Linked DNA regions of Mus musculus: region 2 is linked to region 1. A link is a contact called in public Hi-C data. All regions are on one chromosome and are shown on one strand. Each heading gives the region's core, a stretch centred on a gene start, on an enhancer-like site or on the middle of the called end of the contact. The rest is flanking DNA. Distances are from core to core; before and after follow the strand shown.

Region 1 (4,468 bases), core at 1,344-3,843:
GGCATGCATCAAACACTGGGTTTTGTCTCCAGCACCTTATACATGGGTGTGATGTTGCATGTCTGTAAGTGTGGGAGTCCCCAGAGGCAGGGGATCCCTTCTGCAAGGCCATGCTTCACTATGAGTGAGTTCTTGGCAACCTTGGGCTAGAAAATTGTGTCAGCTTCAGTCTCTCTCACATTACTACCACCTGCAAAATCATGAGCTGAATGGAAGAGATCAAAAAGAGGGGCTTACGAGATACGCTAACCATCTTAACAACCCCAAACCATTCTTTTAAAATGTGTTTTTTATTATGTCCCTTGTCTTCTAAAAAAAAAAATGTTTTTTTTAGTACATGCCTTTGGCCCATTTGGGTAGGAGGGTAGGGCAGGGACAAACACATACACACATACACAGACACACACAGAGATTCTCTCTCTCTCTCTCTCTCTCTCTCTCTCTCTCTCTCTCTTTCTGGGAGGAGGAAGCTCTCAATGTGTGAAGAAAACTACCAATATTGGGGAGAAAAACTAGAAACAGCTGACCAAGGGTTACACATACACCAACACATAGAAATGCAGGAGAAAGCTGGTGTTAGGCAGATGACTCACAACAGTTCATGACTGATCCCCTTGAGTTCCTGACGGAGCAATGTACAACCTGAATTTAAAATAACTTTCTGCCTCCATCTTGATTGAAGCTGGTAAGACTTCATCTCTTTAGTGTCTGCTTCCTTCCCCTTAAAAATACTTCAAGCAATACGTACCGTTTGAAATTATTACGAGCACCTATATAGACTTATTCTTAATCCAATTTAATATTTCTTACTTGGCGCCTGTAGTGATCTAGGCCTTGTTATGAAGAACAGGAAGTTCTTCCGCTTATCATTTTACAAACATGCACTGAGCATAGTCCTGTTGTAGGTGTGGACTGAGTCCTGGAGGACACCCACAGAGATTTCGAGGTTCCCATGTGCCCCGTCTAGAATGTAGAGTTCAGCAAGTGCCACCAACACTGTCTCTGAGTTTGGTATCCTTGGCTGTGTAGATTCCCCAGGAAAAAAAAAAAGGGCAATTTGGTGTTGGGAGCTGAGAAGCCTCAGAAAATACAGTAGGGAAGAGAAAGAGTTGGGAGGAGAAGGTTGTCTTCTCAGCTAGCTGTGTTCTTGCCCTATTGAGGCTCTCTGCAGTAATTACAAATGAGAAAATTTCATTCAACTCCCATCACACCCATCGGTTCCACCCACACAACAGCTCCTAATATTTTCCTAACTTTATCCTTCTCAGTTTCTCCATTATAAAATGCAGGGTTTCAACAGATGATCTATAAAATCCCAGACAGTTTAATAAAATTCTGATTATATAATGCTTTTGCCTTCTAAATCCCTGCCTTATCAGCTGGCTCAGAGAGGAGAACTTGGCCTAATCCAAATATGTACGTGTGTGTGTGTGTGTGTGTGTGTGTGTGTATCCACAAATGTCTTTTCCAAGATTTAAGAAAGATCTAAAAGGAAGAAAGAAAAAAAAATAGAACCACAAGAATTTTAACACTATAAAACCTATTAAATAATTAAGTAAATAGGTATTTTAATTATATACAAAATGTAGAAAACAGAACAAACAATAAAAGTAAAAGTCTTATGTGACTTTAACATTTTATTTCTCTGTATAAGCATGTGGTTGTGCTATTCTATAGCTTATTTTTCCCTTAACAGTGAATTTTAAAAATAACCCCTCGTGTGTCCAATGTACTTTGGAATATATATCATTCTGTGTCCTACAGGAAATAAAGTGGAATTGACTTTTAATTTGGAATATATTTCTTAGTTCCATTCTTTTTTCAATATTGCTTAACAGGTCTAGTTTTGTCTTCAAGTTTCCACCCGACTTTGGATTGTCTGTGAACAACGAAGCAGGCTGCAGTGCCTGCCACATCTGCTGGGGGATGTAATCGTTAATGACAAGAACATAGCTCAGTTATTTTCGAAGGTCAAGATTGGCAGTAAACAGGGCAGAGACATTTGCAGAGAGCAAAGAAAAAAGGAAGGAGGGAGGGAGAGGGTAGAGTGGAGGGAGCCAGGGTGAATGGCTTACACATCTATGGGGCTCTCAGGTAAAATGATCTTCTCGTCTCCTCTTTGGCTGCCCAGCGCTGACCTCATCGGAGGGACGTAATCAAACAATATCGCTTTATATTCATTCTTGCAAAAGTCTTTGCACGGTGCAGAGGAGATTATGAGAGTCATTCTACACCCCACGCAGAATGTTATTATTTTACTATGTGGTTTGGAACCGGGGTGTGAAATTCCCCTTCGCTGGAGATGGAGAAGAATGGAATGTAATTTCTCAATTGGGAACACAATCTTAAAAGAACAACCAGCTTTAAAACAAAACTTCCTCACTCCTCAAACTCAGGAAACTTTAGCAAGAAGGTGACACCCTGCTTTAGTCAATGCAGTGGCCTTCTCCCCAGGAGAATATCTCTATTTTGCGAGTTCCCAAGTTCCTTTCATTGCTTTGTTTCTGTTTGGCAGGGCTGACCAGTTGACCTTCAAAAGGTAAGCTGGAAAGATTTGAAAGTGTGGGCATGGCTTCCTTCTGTCTCAGTGCTGTCCAAGCCACTAGACAGCGTTCAGTTGCTTTTTGATGCCACTCAATCAGAGCATAAGTATGCTAGCAGGGTTTAGGCTCAATATTCATGAACGAACTATTTTTATTTTTATAAATATGCTTGGCACAAATCAATACAAGTCAGCCCAGAGAAATAAAATCAGTATTATCTACAGTGGCCAGTGCACCACTTTTACCCCTCCAACTCTTCATTTCCTTGGAAGGCTAGTCGGCTTAGCCAGGCTCAGAAAAGCAGGCAGCGTGATTGTGAGCCCTCTTCGCTCAGCAGCTGCAGATAACTGCCCTTGTGGAGAGCGCTTAATCTCTCTGAGTTTCACTTTACAGCCCAGTGGAAAACCAGTACAGAAATATTAACTGAACTCTCAAGTGATTTGGTAGAAAGCAGCAAAAATTATAGAAGACAGATCACATGCGCTAGGCAAACATCCAAGGATAATTCGCTTCCTCTTTAATGGTTTTAAATCTTGGATGTTTGTTAAACAAATGATCCTTTCTCTGCACCGCCGTTTGCACACACAGCACAGGGCCTCAGGATGAGTGGCAGCCTTTGTCTTGGCCGTACCTGATCATCGTTAATGTTCTCGGTCTGCATCTTGTAGCCTGCCCAGGGGTGTCATTATCACAGACTCTCAGAGCCAACTACTACAGGCCCGATTGCCAGACTACGGAGTCAACCATGTTTTTTGTTTTTCTTTTGTTTTTCAAGAAAAAATAAGCTTGATAATGGTAATGGCACACTTTGAAACATCTGGAGTGTAGAAAAGATCTGTTTTTGGAACTTCCATTGCTTGCTTGTTCAACGTTTATACGTGGAGTTTACTCTCTGTAGTCCCCGGTTTTCCATTTGGGGAATTAAGGTTATAGTACTAGAAAAGAAAGGCCAGGTCTATGGTGTTAATTGGGAGATAAATACTGGAGCCAAGTAACAAAGTATGCAATGAGAGTCAAGGAGGGCTTTGGAAGACTCTGCCCATGGGGAAATGCCTGGACTGCAGGGGCAAGGATTCTTTCTGAGAACTGGTTTCACTGATAGAATCAGGCTGTCTACCTTGCCAGCCCTGACTCCAGCCAGTGCCACTGGTAACTTCCTACACTTGTCGCCACATGATTCTCTCCCCATCTTCCTGCAAAAACAGAGCTTTCACTTTTATACTTTAGTCACACTGATAAGCAAGTAGACTATTTGTTTCTATCCTTGAAACATACTAAAGGCGCTGGAGAGCTGGCTCAGTGGCTTGCAGCACTTATTGCTCTTGCAGAGGTCCTAGGCTTGGTTGTGAGCAACCACAAGGAAGCTCACAACCATCTATAATTCCAGGCCCAGGGGATCTGAGATTCTTCTGACCTCTTAAGGCTATTGTATGCATGTGGCGCACGTACATGCACACAGATACACATGCATATGCATTAGAAATAAAATAAAGATTCTGATAATATTTGAGCGGCAGATACGGCTCAGTAACTAAGAGTGTTTGCTACATGACCATAGAGACCTGCATTCAAATCCTCTGAACCCGTGTAAAGGTCAGCTGTACTCATGTACCTGTTACCTCAGTGCCATGGGAGGCAGAGATAGGAGGGGCTTGCTGGATAGGAGCCTAACTCTAGGTTCAGTAAAAGGGCCTGTCTACAGCGAGTATGGGGGAGAGAGGTAGAGGGTACTGACAGTCTCTTTGAACCTCACTGTACACAGACGCAAGCACACTTACACACATGTGCATACATCTAACACACACACACACACACACACACACACACACACACACACACACACACACACACTATCCCATCCACATCAAAACCCTCTCTGGGTGCAACATCACTTAACCTCTGCTTTTTTACATTGGGATTTTCTT
Region 2 (5,010 bases), core at 1,875-4,374, 79 kb before region 1:
CTTAGGAACCCTCAGACTGTAACCATAGTTACGTATAAGAATGCAAGCATAAGTATAAGTTGGCCTGCTTATCCTTTGCAGTGAGAAGAATAGATTTGTATCCTAATTATCTCTCATACAGAGACAAAATCTGTAAAATGAGTTGTAGTGGGAAGTAAAATTTTGTAAAATAAATGAAGGATTATAATTCTAACACTGAATTTGAACAGAAAAATACACCTGATTTTTTTTCTCCCTTCAATAGAGTTCTGAGTATTGTGCAAAGGATAGATTCCTAAAACATATGCTCCCAACTTATGAATTGTTAAAAATTGACTGCTCAGAGTGGCGAGGTCTGTAATGATGGAAAGCTCTTGCTCCAAATGCAAACCTTACAATTGACCTTCCATGGCCAGATCTTTCTGGTCTGTAATGTTATCATCTCTACCCGTGACTTCCCAAGTTTGGTCTCCTCAGGTGCTTCTCAGTGAGACATCACTTTACATGGACGCAGTGGGATGTGCCTACGGAGTTTTAAAAGGGTACCTTTTTCTCTAGAAATATTTATTTTAGGATATGTGTGTAAGTATTTTGTCTGTATGTGTGTCTGTACCACATACATCCCTACTACACTCAGAGGCCAGAAACGATTACCAGGTCCCCCGAAACTGTAGTTACAGACAGCTGTGAGCTACCATGTGGGTACTGGGAATTGACTGAGTCCTCTGGAAGAGCAGCTGAACTTCTGAGCCATCTCTGGAGCTGCAAGAGAATCATTTCCAAACTTGTATTCACGTAGCCCATGGAGGGCACAGTAGACCCTAGAAATGTTTGAAGATAAGCCATAAGGTCGCATACCATCAATATCCAAGTGGAAACTGCCATCAGAAGCTCAGGGTCCAGGATTTACCATCTCTGGAGAAAGAGTCCATGTGATTCATTGGCTGAAATGCCCTGAGTTTATGAAACTGCTGGAAGAGGGTGTTGCAAAAGCGGGCATTGGCATTTCAGCCTTGTTGCGTTTTCTATCTAGAGTCTTAAACTCCACACTAACTTTTGCATATAAACTAGACAGCATCAGTCTGCTTTCATCACGAATTTGGGCAAGAAAATACTAAGAAAAGGAAAGGTGGTGTGGGCTACTCAATTAGACCCATTTGTCTCTCTCTCAAGGCCGTTCTCAGAACCCAGAAAGAACGAGAACTGCTTGATGTCTAAGCGCTTAGTGGTCTGTCTTTAAAAATCATTTCTCACTACTCTTTACCCCAAAGAATACAATTGGGAAATTCTCTCATCTTTGCTGCCAAAATGTTTTTAAAACAAACGGAAAGGAGTCTGTATATGTTGCTTCTCACCCCCTATAGGTTTCCTCCTAGCACAAGGTGGTTTTTATGTTTAAAATTAGGAATCTAGCGGCTAAACTTGTGTGTGTGTGCACACATGAATGCAGGGGTGCAAACATGTCTGTGAACACATATACACGTGCATGCACAGGCACTCTTAAGTGTTGTATGGATGAACATGTGTCTGTCAGAAGTTAACTTGAAGGTGCCTTTGTTAATTACTTCACTCTGTTTTTGAGAGAGGGGCTTCCTGGACTTGGAGCTCACCACTTTAGAGAGAATGGCTAGCCAGATCTAGTTTTCAGGACCTTCCCGTCTCTTGCTGCAGTACTGGGGTTACAAGCACAGGCTGGGATCTCAACTGATGTCCTCGGGCCTGTGTAGCAGTCACTGAGCCATTGCCCCAGCCCCGAACTTTTTTAAGGAAAAAAAATGCTAATGGCTTTTTTTATTTGTCTACTTGCTTTAAGTCTGCTCAAGTACTCCTGGCTACACAGTTCTTGCATCCCTGGGATGCTGTTTGTCTTGATGGGTTTGTAATTTATAATATTGCTCTACCATCGTTTTCTCTGGGAATAACTCCTCTTTGAATGGTAATAAGGAGAATGCTGTCGTCTGTTTATCTTAGATGGGCTTGATAGCAGTTGTACTACGTTCATGTTCACTTTGAATGCTTTTATAGACGGTTACACAGAAGCTGATACAAGTTGTGTAAATATGGTGCCAGGTCTGCTTCAGTCACGTTCACTAGAGGTAGCCTGGTAGCCAGTAAAACAGTGATTATTGGAATGAAAACCATCACTTGCGACCACACCACACACACACACACACACACACAAACAAAAGAAAAAAAAAAAAAAAACAGGACAAATTCCTTGCATGTTTGCATAAGAGCAAATTTCATGTGCCTTTTTTTCCCCTGTGGGCAGAAGAAAGATGTTCAAGACGGTTCATGTATTCAGATGAGTAGAGCGAGGGGTGATGTACGTTTCTCTGAACTCAAGCTTGAAACTGGGGCTTACAACTGAACTTTTACTCTGCTTCCATGGGGTGGGATGGGTCCAAATATTTGAACTATAACATTTTTACTCCTTATAATTTTTCTTTAAAAAAATAAAATAAAAACTTGAAAGGCTTACCTCCCAGCTGGCTTCCTGGAAGGGAGCCAGCTTGTCTTATTTCTTGACCCTGAAGTTTTCTCTAAGGATGGTCCTCCCCACCACATTTCACAAAGAGAACAGTTCCAGATCACCCCCTTCCCGTCAAACGACTGCATTAAATCTCAAGCTTCAGTAGGAAAAGTTACTGGCGAGTGGGAAGAAAATAAATGAGGCTACTTCCCAGGGCAAAAAAAAACCATGAATGAGCCTTAGAGTTTGGATGGCTAGGACTGTATCTGGGAAAAATTGTGCTGGTCTTCACTACTGTTCATGGTGGGAATTTCTGTTGGGTCAGATGACGTCTCCAAAGGACTATACACATGGTTAGCTGAGATCACCACCAACCCGGAAAATGTGACCGTCTGGTGGTTGGTTAGAGCATCTTCAAGCAACAAGTGCTCTGCGACATTACCTGTGTGCCCTAGGGAAGTATTTAGTACTAGTGGGAACTGACAGGTACCCAAAGTTCATCTCAAGGCCATGTGGCCACTGACCTGAGCTGGTCCATCCAGAGAGGCATCTTCCCGTCAAAAAACAAACAGAACACGAACAATAACTTTGACATTCCCAGGTGATTAATACGTGTCTTTTTCAATAGACCTCTCCCAGCTCTCTGGCATCCCTCTCCCACCCACGCCACCCTCCTCCCAAAGGCATTCCTGCTCTTCTCAGAAGCCTTGACAGGCAGGTTTGATTTTAAAAGCCTATTGTTTCTAGAAGGTTTTTCTAAATGGGGTGCACGATGTCATTATGTTTACAGGCCTTAGTGTTACAGACAAGTGTTTGAAATTAGAACTAATACCTAGAAAAGCCAGTGCTTGTGAGTTTACTACACTCTTGACCCTGCTATAGATATCACACACACACACACACACACACACACACACACACACACACACACACATGCCCATCTTTCTATTCTGTGCCCATTGAAGCTGGAAGACAAAAACCTTGTGGAGATATTCAAAAGGCATAGCTATCCTTAAGCAAGCCCATGCTGTGAGCCTAAGAGACCAATGGCGACTGGACAGTCTGTGCATAGTTTTTCACCAGCAGTTTTGAATCATGAGTCAGAATTGGGCTCTTGAAAGAAGCATTTTAGCATTCCCAGTCATGTGGCTTTCTCATTTGACTTTATTAGGGGGGAAAAAAAGGAAGAAAGAAAAAAATTTTTTGCTCTCTCTTAAAAGAACTGCAGGGACAAAAATGGAGAAGAGACTGAGGGAATGGCAGTCCAGTGACCAGCCCAACTTGGGACCCATCTCAAGGGGAGGCTCCAAGGCCTGACACTATTACTGATGCTATCGTGTGCTTACAGACAGGAGCCTAGCATGGCTACCCCTGAGAGGCCCAACAAGCAGCTGACTGAGACAGAAGCAGAAACTTACACCCAACCAATGGGCTGAAGTGGGGGGCCTCTGTGGTTGAATGAGGGAAAGACTGGAAGAAGTTGAGGAAGAAGATCAGCAGTCTCAACTAACCTGGCCCCCGAGGGTTTTATAAAAAGATAAGGGGAGGGGATATGTTTTTGGTGGAGGCATAGTCAGGTGTGAGGAAAGGGAGGGCTTCCTGGGGTGCCCATGCGGAGGCGTCCCTTCCCCCTGAGGGGCCACGTGAAGAATAGAGTTTATTCAGGGGATGGGGATGGGAGTTGAGAGGGTAGTAAGTAGAGACACAGAAAGGCAGAGAGAGAGAGAGAGAGAGAGAGAGAGAGGCAGACAGACAGACAGAGACAGAGAGAGAGAGAGAAGAATACATGGGGGGGAGAGGAACAAGAGGAAAGAACAAGAGAGCAAGAAGGCAAAGAGAGCAGAGGGGCCAAGCATCCCCTTTTATAGTGAGTCAGGCACACCTGGCTGCTGCCAGGTAATTGTGGGGCAGAGCCTAGACAAAATGCTACCACCACCAGCCAGGCATCAAACACTAGCTGGTCCCAGGCCTGACACAGACAGCAGAAGACCGCCTGGTCTGACCTCAGTGAGAGAAGAGGCACTTAACCCTAGAATGACTTGAGACCCCAGGGAATAGAGAGGCCTGGTGGGGTGGGGGTGGGGACATCCTCTTGGAGGTGGGAGGAGGAATGGGATGAGGAGCTGTGGGAGAGGAATAATGACTAGACTGTCAAAGAGATCAAAAATATAAATAAATAAATAAATAAATAAATAAATAAATAAATAAATAAATAAATAAGGCTGACCAGGACCACAGAGATCCAACAGGAGCAATTATGATAGCTGTGAGAGGGTGTTGACCAGAAGAAAGACTCATTGGTGGTTTTCTCACAAAGTATCAATCATAATGAATAGTCGGCTTTTACACACAGACATAGGCTGGCTGATGTTTGAAAGATAACCTGAGAAGTTTCGTGGCATCACTGTTTCATGTTGGAGCAGGAATACATTTGCCACCGTGTGCCTCTTCATAGTAGCTGAGGGAACAGCTGGCTGGCTGCGTCCTAAACACTGCACACTTGTTTGGTTCAGTTCTCTTCCCCAGTCCTCTGAGAGTTTTCATTTCCTACTTATACA

Evidence for each region. Hi-C and Micro-C count contacts between places; a contact is called where the count stands out from the background.
Region 2: a contact with region 1 is called in a Hi-C map of embryonic fibroblasts, with 4 times the contacts expected there. The contact joins two enhancer-like sites. A contact is called at or near these places in 1 of 15 datasets of contacts at CTCF or cohesin (pro-B cells), 2 of 484 Hi-C or Micro-C datasets (Sertoli cells and embryonic fibroblasts) and 2 of 9 other capture datasets (adipose tissue and pancreatic islet).

What each region holds. Positions count from the first base shown.
Region 1 is chr3:148,732,131-148,736,598 of GRCm38.p6, reverse strand. No RefSeq gene overlaps it. Among named protein-coding and RNA genes, the nearest start is that of Adgrl2, 220 kb to the left of the region's middle. Within about 2 kb of position 2,593, at least 39 of the 459 cell types and tissues checked have an H3K27ac peak or open chromatin away from gene starts, as enhancers often do. A contact at or near this core is called in embryonic fibroblasts, where this site is marked.
Region 2 is chr3:148,810,770-148,815,779 of GRCm38.p6, reverse strand. It overlaps Adgrl2 (adhesion G protein-coupled receptor L2), which reads left to right. Exons shown (of 24, transcript NM_001081298.1): 24 at 1-194. Among named protein-coding and RNA genes, the nearest start is that of Adgrl2, 140 kb to the left of the region's middle. Within about 2 kb of position 3,124, at least 13 of the 459 cell types and tissues checked have an H3K27ac peak or open chromatin away from gene starts, as enhancers often do. A contact at or near this core is called in embryonic fibroblasts, where this site is marked.